3 separate regions of the Hordeum vulgare genome follow, and regions 1 and 3 are each linked to region 2. Evidence: chromatin contacts called from public Hi-C data. All regions are on one chromosome and are shown on one strand. The core of a region is the stretch at or near the end of the contact, and the rest is flanking DNA. Distances in the headings are between cores, read along the strand shown. Region 1 overlaps LOC123426248 (fasciclin-like arabinogalactan protein 16). Region 2 holds the start of LOC123426246. Region 3 holds the start of LOC123426244 (ubiquitin carboxyl-terminal hydrolase 8-like).

The links. A called contact is a pair of places that touch in the nucleus more often than the background predicts.
Region 1: a Hi-C map of leaf shows a contact between it and region 2, with 9 times the contacts expected there. The contact joins the enhancer-like site here to the promoter of LOC123426246 in region 2. A contact is called at or near these places in 2 of 6 Hi-C or Micro-C datasets (both in leaf).
Region 3: a contact with region 2 is called in a Hi-C map of leaf, with 4 times the contacts expected there. The contact joins the promoter of LOC123426244 here to the promoter of LOC123426246 in region 2. A contact is called at or near these places in 4 of 6 Hi-C or Micro-C datasets (leaf and seedling).

Annotation. Positions count from the first base shown.
Region 1 is chr2H:350,855,771-350,858,658 of MorexV3_pseudomolecules_assembly, forward strand. The region is part of intron 1 of LOC123426248 (fasciclin-like arabinogalactan protein 16); the gene reads right to left. Among protein-coding and RNA genes, the nearest start is that of LOC123426248, 7.7 kb to the right of the region's middle. Within about 2 kb of position 1,546, at least 2 of the 3 cell types and tissues checked have open chromatin away from gene starts, as enhancers often do. A contact at or near this core is called in leaf, where this site is marked.
Region 2 is chr2H:350,369,678-350,372,439 of MorexV3_pseudomolecules_assembly, forward strand. It overlaps LOC123426246, which reads left to right and starts at 1,337. Exons shown (of 1, transcript XM_045110046.1): 1 at 1,337-2,310. The coding sequence starts at 1,560. The coding sequence ends at 2,168. LOC123426247 (CST complex subunit TEN1-like) reads left to right here and starts at 1,153. Exons shown (of 4, transcript XM_045110047.1): 1 at 1,153-1,274.
Region 3 is chr2H:350,088,692-350,091,618 of MorexV3_pseudomolecules_assembly, forward strand. It overlaps LOC123426244 (ubiquitin carboxyl-terminal hydrolase 8-like), which reads right to left and starts at 1,401. Exons shown (of 12, transcript XM_045110043.1): 1 at 1,202-1,401; 2 at 889-1,116. The coding sequence starts at 1,314.

The sequences.
Region 1 (2,888 bases), core at 296-2,795, 490 kb after region 2:
AGTTTCTTAAAACCATTGTTTTTTTCAGTTTTACATGTGTTTGGCTGGTGCTATTTACCAAAATTTTGATCAAATATTTGGCGTCGATAGCTGAGTAATTAGCGGCTCCTAACGGCGGTTGGCTGTATGCAGCCACCATGTACTAGTCCGCCGAACCTAGATGCTAGGATTTTTAGAATATGCTTATCCCTGTTGCATCTACATGCACATCAGCTAACTTAGAATCTTACTCATGGCCGAGAAAAGAGACGTGAGATTTACAAGTGAGGCCAGCTAGAAGAAGAAGCACCCTAAGAGACCAAGAAACATATTAGAATTATTTTACGAGATAACAGATTGAGGAAAAGTAGGAGACGATATAATTTGATATAGTTATCTCGACATAGACAGCGACGTGAAGCGCGTTTTGTTTTGTTTAGAAAAAAAAGACCGGGCCCTCTTTATTTGATACAGCAAAAATACCATTGTTTTTAGGATACTATGGTTTACAAAACTTCAGTTTCTGCTGAAGCCAAACACATCTAAGTATTCAAAACTATGGTTTGTTTCAGAAACCGCGGTATTCTCATAAAACTTTGGAAATACCTTCCACCATCTTTTATCTCAAGGCTTATTCGTCGAGGAAAAAAACATCTCTTGTGTCACGCGACACTATTTTCGCAGGCACCAACAAGCAAGCAAGCAAAGCAGAGAGGCCACTTACCCACGGGTCAGACTATCCACAATGAAAAGTAACATAAAATGATAGTATGCATATATGTTACTAGTTTAAATTACTACCTTCACACTAGGTAGTAACATAGGATAATAACATTAAATCTTTCATTTATTAACTTATAAATTCATCTTGTCTTGATATATGTTATGTTACTTAAGGTTGAATTATCGTAACTGAGAGCAGCAATTTGGCTCCCGAGCTCCGTGATTTGAAATAGAAAGAAACTTCAAAAAATCCAAAAAAAAATGTGCAATATGCTTCTGTGCAGGAACACCTTACAATTTTCTTTTGGACATTTGAGGAGCTCGTGGCAAAGAAGATAAATTTTGAATGTATGAGAAACTTATAAAAATCATATGAGACTATTCACACCTGATTTTATCTTTTTTGTCACGAGTTCCTCGAGTGCCCAAACTTCACAAAAAATTATATGAAGTTCACGCACGAGAGCATCTTGCATCATAAAAGTTTTGATTTTTTTAACTTTTTTTCTACTGTAAGCTATGGTACTGTTCATCAGGTTCAGATGAGCCCAAGCTCAGGGTCGAATTATCGTAACTAGCTATGTTATTTAATTTATTTTTCTTCCTATTAACTAACTGAGACATTATATTTTTGCTGAGGTGACTTCTATGTCTTCCTAAATACTCGACCAGCACGAACAGCTGTATGTAGTCCTGATAATGGCCTCCTCGGTATGCGCGTCCTCCCGCTGAATCGATCCCGTAATACTGGCAACGCGGGGCCAGCTCACCACCACTTGAGGTTGAGGTTTAGAGTTGAGACATCGATGTTAATGCATAGCTCAGCGCTTGCTGTCTCCCCCATGCAATGCGGTGCGCTCACACGCGGTTTCTTCCGCGCCTCTCTCTTGTTTATTCGTACTCCTACCCAGAACGTGCCACCAACCATTTTCACCAAATCGAACGACGTGCTTCAGTAAGAAATCAAAAATGCTACGTCAACGGACTAAATACGGAACTTTAGGACCATTCCTTTCAACTAAACATCGGCCCTCCTGATTTCAAGGGGTGGGGCCCCTCCCTCCCCTTAATGTAAGAAATTCTACCTCTGCGGCATTTAGAGGGTGTTTGGATACGTTTTAGTCTCATGACTAAAAGTAATGAGACTAAAACTTGCTAGCTTCACCCATGCTTGGATCCAAGTACTAAAGAGACTAAAATCAAGTTAATGAGCATTTATTATCCTCCAAACCCTCCAATCCAGAACTTGCATGAGGAGTTAAATGAAGAGAGAGAGGACTAATGCACATTTTAATAGGGGTACCCCTGACTAAAAGATTTTAGCCTCAAGACTAGTTTTAGCTTCTCTTTAGTCAGGGGTGCTTGGAACTTTAGCCTTTTAAAAAGACTAGTTTTTGTCAGACTAATTTTAGTCTCTTGGATCCAAGCACCCTCTTAGGCTATCCGTAATGAAAGTATCATAGGTAGTATCATGCATGTCAACTAAGCAATTTCGATGAGGTGGCATAGAATTAAATGAAGAATGAGAGGGTTGAGTATCATATTATGATATTGTATCGTATTAAATGATGTGTTATTATATGTCTTGCATGGCAATAAATGAACTATCCTATGATACTAACATATTATGAGTATTATGCATTACGGATGTGATATCATACACTAGTATCATATGCATGATACTAGTATATGATACTACCCATTACAACCAGCCTTACTGAGAGCAACTCCGTGTGATTCATTTCCTCCCTTCCTCCGTCCAGTCCATGTCTTTTTGTCTCCGTGGATAAGGACCGATGGTCCAACGCAAAGACCTGATCTCAAATCATGTGCGTTTCTATCCTCGTCGATCCATTTTTGTTCTAAATTTGAACCACATTTCCATTTTTGTTCTAAATTTGAACCACATTTAGGTTGAAGGCGGACACAAAACGGAAGTTTTCGGCGTCCTCCTCCTTCGTGTGAGTCTGTTGCATATCCTGCCTACCCCATCCACCCAGCGCTGTCGATCTCGTGGCCGCGCAGAGCAGGATTTTCCTGAGCCCGTCGCTTTCGTGTTTTGAGATGGCTTGCCCGTCGACGTCACGCACCTGGAGACTGCCGGAGTCGAGGATAACGGCCTCGTAGCCCCCACACAACGATGTTGGCAAAGCATGGGCGTGTCGTCCTTGGCGGCGTCGTCAAGG
Region 2 (2,762 bases), core at 87-2,586:
TTTTCGACAGCAAGGGCATCTTTTCAGTTAAATCTGCATACAAGCTATACATTAGAAGAAGAGATGCTAAGCAGGCTTCCTCCTCGTTCATTGAGCAAGGGGATCTAGACTGGAGGAAAATCTGGGACATCAAATGCGAGCCAAAAATGCTAACGGTTTGTCTGGAGACTTGCCCACAATAGCCTGCCTTTGCTGATGGGGCTAAAGAGAAGGAGCATTGAGTGTGATACGCTTTGTGTTTGCTACAAGCGACTTGATGAGGATGGGGCGCACTTGTTTCTCAGATGCAAGGAGGTGAAACAGGTTTGGTGCCGACTGCAACTGGAGAATACCCGGCTTCGTATGTGTGCGGTCAATGATGCAAATGAAGTGATCAAGATCCTCTTGGAGCTCGACGACATCAGAAGGGTGTTGGTTGTATGCATGTTATGGTGTTGATGGTCTAGGTGGAACAAGATAAATGCAAAAGAGCGTGGTGAGTCGATTGATAATCTACTAACCAGAATTTGAACCTGTTTCTTTAAATGTCTGAGCTTGTGTGCGAGCCAAGAAAGACCAAACTCAACCAGTGAGGAGCAAAGCTGGAGCAGGCTACTAGGGGACAAGCTTAAATTTAATATTGATGGGTCCTTCTTCTCTTCAACTCATAATGATGGTTGGGGATTTGTGGTACGAGATGGGTGAGAGGTTTAGGCGCTGGTCACCTCACCCACCTGGCAAGTCTGATGCAGGCGAAAGCGACAACGTGCTCTGAGGTCTTACAAACGGCGGTTGATTGGGGTATGGTGAACATCACTATCGAATCGGACTGCCTATCCTTGATGCAGGCGGTGCAGAGCAGCGATTTCGACCTTGCTCTTGAAGGAATTATGTTTAGGAATATTCGCCTCTTTGCCAGGCTCTATTTTAACTATGTATCTTTTTTTTTTTTCATTAAGGGGTTGTAACATTCTCGTCCATGATCTAGCTTTTATGGATGCACAAAGGCAATCTTCCAAATAGTTGTGGTGTGAGGAATTGTTGGATGATGTAAACGTAAGGAAGGCCAGCGTTTGTGTTCTACCTTTGGATTAATGAAATCGGATGTTTCATATAAAAAAACTCCTAGCCTTTATATAATCTTTTATTATATTAACACGCACGCGTCCCTGCTGAACGCATACGCTTCCGGCCTAGTTTTCACATTCACAGCGTGCTTGTGCTCCTCCTCCGAACCGAGATCTCCTGTCCTGCCACCGCCTCCTCGAGCACGGCGGGTCACCACCTCAAACCAGGTACTGACACTTCGCTCAGCCACAGATTTCCTATTAATCTGTCCCCTTCTCCGCTTCTTTTGTGAGTTTCTTTTGTCGGATCTCTCCCTAGATCTTTCTGGACCTTAGATAGATAAGATTGCGACGTTTTTGGCTTCTGGCTAAATTAGGGATAAGATCAAACTGTTTGCTTGTCTCCGTGTGCTGATTAATTGGAGCCAAGAAACCATTAGAGCGTTGAGGGGGGAGCGAGCCAGCGCATCAACTGGGGCTGTTAAATTGTTTACGCAGCAGGGGCCTCTGCCCATGTCCGAGGAACAATCAGCGGACGGGGTGGTGGTGGCGATGAAGGGCCACCCGGGGTCAGGCAAGTCCACGGTAGCTCGTGCCATCGCCTCCGCGCTCCGATGCCCGCTCCTTGACAAGGATGACGTGCGGGACTGCACCCTGCACCTCGAGCGCGCCGGCGGCGGCAGCGGCATCCTCAACGACCTCTCCTACGCCGTGCTCTGGAGGTTGGCCGAGAGGCAGCTCCGGCTTGGCCTGTCCATCGTCGTCGACTCCCCACTGTCGCGACGAGCCCATCTCGATGCTCTGGCCCGCCTGCCTGCTGCACTTGTTATCGTTGTGGAATGCCGGCCAGGCAACCAAGATGAATGGCGCCGCAGGCTGGAGGAGCGTGGAGGCGTCTTGGCCGATGACGGTGGCGATGGATGGCATAAGCCCAAGACGTGGGCCGACCTAGAAAGGCTTGTGGAAGGGTACCAAGGTTGCACAAACTATGACATTGGGGATGTGCCGAGGATCGTTGTAGATACAACGGACCCGGAGGTCAGCACACAGGCAATCGCTCTCAGGGTTGTGGATTTTATTAGGTCTCTTCTAGCCCGTGCGCATCACTCCCTCCCTCCTTGAAAGAGAGTACTTCCAACAAGAGTCAAACTATCTCAAAGTTTGACCGAGTTTGTGCAATATATCAAAGTTTGTGAAACCAAATAGTTACATGATGAAAATATATGTTATCATGAATCTAATGCTACTACTTGGATGGCGTAAATGTTGGTGTATTATTGTATAAATACAGTCAAACCTAGTAAAAAAGTTTGAGTTTCCAACAAAGTTGGAAGTGCACTCTTTAAAGGATGGAGGGAGTAGGTATGTTATTATAATAGCTGTTGACCAACGTTTTGGTCAAGACAGTTCATATGTTTTCTGTCAGGAGCAAAATAGAGGATAAGTTAAGTTTCAGATTAGAATTTCATGGCAAAATGTTAAAATGATGTATTTTGTATTGTATTGGATTGGTTGTGCATATGCTTCCCTTTTTCATCCGTTCCCTCATTTTCTTGCGCAGCGTTGATGCTTATGCTCGCCCTCTGTTTATTAGTGTAGCCAATCTCAGAAGCTCAAACGTGTTGCAGAATGACCCACCTGTGTATGTTACTGATTTTGAAGCCTTTACTTGGTACTTGATACATTTTGCTTGCTTCCCCACCATTGAGATTACAA
Region 3 (2,927 bases), core at 151-2,650, 280 kb before region 2:
GCTTCACGTCAACCTCGCCAAGGCTACACTGGTGTACTGCGACAATGTCTCCGCCGTCTACCTCGCACAAAATCCAGTTCATCATCGGCGGAAAAACATATTGAACTTGACATCCACTTTGTGCGGGAGAAGGTCGCCTTGGGTCACGTCCGCGTTCTGCACGTTCCGACATCGCAACAGTTCGCCGACATCATGACGAAGGGCCTTCCCTTTGCCGCATTTGATGAGTTCAAGGCCAGTCTTTGCGTCTCCGATGGCACCGCTGTGACTGAGGGGGGGTGTTGGAGCACGCCCACACAAGCCGTTGCACCCACGTAGCTCTCTCCCTCAACTCTCTCTCTCTCTGTAACCAATTCTCCTGGTCATATGCGTCCTTATCGCATGCACTAGCTTAGTGGAGTTAGTTGCGGCAGTAGTTGAGTTAGTGGCTGCACCTGCGTGTGCTTGTACTGGTATATATGTAATATCTCCATTGATTGAATACCGTGCGATTCCAATCACCTCTGTGATCTTCCTCCTTTCATACGGAAAGGAAACAATAAAGAAAATTCCACATTTTTGTTTGAGTAATTAGGCTTCAACCCTGAAAATCCATATTATTTATGTAACCGAATTAACCAATAATAGGAAGTCCAATTAACTGAATGCCCATTCCTACCAGAAACACCTGCCCCAAGTTAAAAAGCGTAAGCACTTGATCGGAATTCAAAATAGTCAGTGCATGAGACTCACGTGTTGCCATCATCACCGCATTACTACTAGAGCTCAATCTACCAACAAGCCAGCTCATGCGATTGCATCACCATTCTAGATTCTGCCCCTCGAGCATTATTGCATCCAAGTTGTTACACAAGACAAAAACGAGGATACGGAGCGAGGCCGACTGACCTGGCGAGCGCTCGCGAGAGCTCGTCCGCCGGGACGAGTGCGTAGCTGCGGCTCCCTCCCGAGGTTGCGCTGGCGCGGCACTCCCCGCGGTCGAGGCGCAGCACGAGATCTGGGTGGAGGAAGCTGTGGAGAAGCCTGAGGCCATAATATGAGGGTGAGGCCGCCGGCGTGGCTGCGTAACGGACCCCGCCCTCCTCTGCCGCCTCCTCGCGCACCCCCGCCCACCACCTGTGCAGCAGCAGCAGGACATTGTTACCCCTGCCCTGCTTATGGGGTTTCAGCGAGGAGGTTGAGCGCGAGAGAACGAGCGTACCTGAAAGGGACGAGGCAGACGGCGGCGGGGCAGGAGGAGGAGGCAGAGGGGGCGTCGTAGGCGGCGGAGGTGGAGGCGGAGGCCGGGGCGGAGGCGGTGGCGGCGGTGGCCATGACGAGATGGGATCTCTGATCTGGGATGCGTGCGCGAGTGAGCTGGTGGTGGTTTGCTCGCTCGGCAGCTGCTGCCTTTTGTTTTGGGGACTGATCTGCGACGGCGCGCCGGCCCAAACTTTGTACCGGCTGGCGCGAGCCGCACGATCTAACCCCGCGTCTTTCGTCTTCCTTCGATCCGCATGCAACATTTTTCTTTTTATACAGCAAAATTTCGATGTAATGCAACAATTTTTTTAACGGTTGCAACAAAAAATAAAATTTGTAACAAAAAAAATATCTACGTGATCGTAGCAAAAAAACAAAGTTGATGATGCGTGGTAGCAAAAGTCAAACGCCGGTTGTAGCAAATATTTACGTGACGTGTATGCAACTTTTTAGTGAACAGTTGCAGCAAAACATGATGCCGGTTGTAGCAAAAATCAACACGGTTGTAGCAAAAGTAAAAAACATCGATCGTAACGAAAAATTTAAAGAACTAGAGTTGTAACCAAACGTATATGCAGCAAATATGACGCTGGTTGCAACAAATTTACATGAGAAAAAAAGTTGCATGAAAAAACGTTTGTATCAAAGAAACATACGGTTACAGCAAATTTAACGAAAAAAAGTTGCGAGCATCTGCCAGCGAGCACGCGGCCCGCACGCGACCGGACGAACGATCATATGTTTGTTCTGAGCAGTTCTAGCTCATACTTGTTTGCAGTGGTCTTTATCGGAATTTTGTCGACCGGCACTTTAAGGAAGCATTCTTACTATTTTGTTCGAGTGCAATTGCTTATTCCTGTTCAGATATTCCTGTCTTTTGATTCAGGAATATCTTCAATTTATTCTATGGGCTAATATGCTACCCGTCTTCAGGATGGCTCCACCAATGCGTCAGAACCTAGAGCGTGAGAATATGCCGCCACCACCTCCTCCTCCGGAGAATCCTCCTCCGCCGCCGCCTCCTCCTGTAGAGGCCTGGCAAGTGGTGATGGCTGCTACTAATGCAAACACCCAGATGCTGCTACAGTTGTTGCAAGAGAGAGCTAATCAGGAGCAAGGCAATTTCCAGCATGGTGGCAATCAGTTTGCTAGTCTGAGTCAGTTCCTGTCGAACCAGCCAAAGACTTTCACTTCGTGTGACCAGCCATTTGATGCAAAGGATTGGATCTGTGATATGAACAAGCATTTCGAGTTTAGCAATGTTCGTCCTGAGGATTTTGTTAAATTTGCAACATTCCAGTTGAAGGGCAGACTTCTATCTGGTGGCAACAGCTGAAGGACTCTAGAGGCGCTAGGGGTGATTTCTTGGGATGAGTTCTGCCGTGACTTCAGGTCCAACTATATTCCTTCCAACTTCGTGGAGGAGATGCGTGAGAAGTTCAGGCGTTTGAAGCAGGGTGGCAATTCCGTGTACAAGTACAACGTTGAGTTCCACGAGCTAGCCCGATACACGTTGCAGGATATCCCGGATCAGAAGAGCAAGATTTATCAGTTCAGAGGTGGCTTGAAAGAAGATTTGCAGTTAGCTCTTGCTTTGCACGATCCTGAGGAGTTCGACAAGTTCTACAACCTAGCTCTCAGGGCAGAGGCAGCCTTGCTCAGGGTGGAGAATTCTAAGAAGCGCT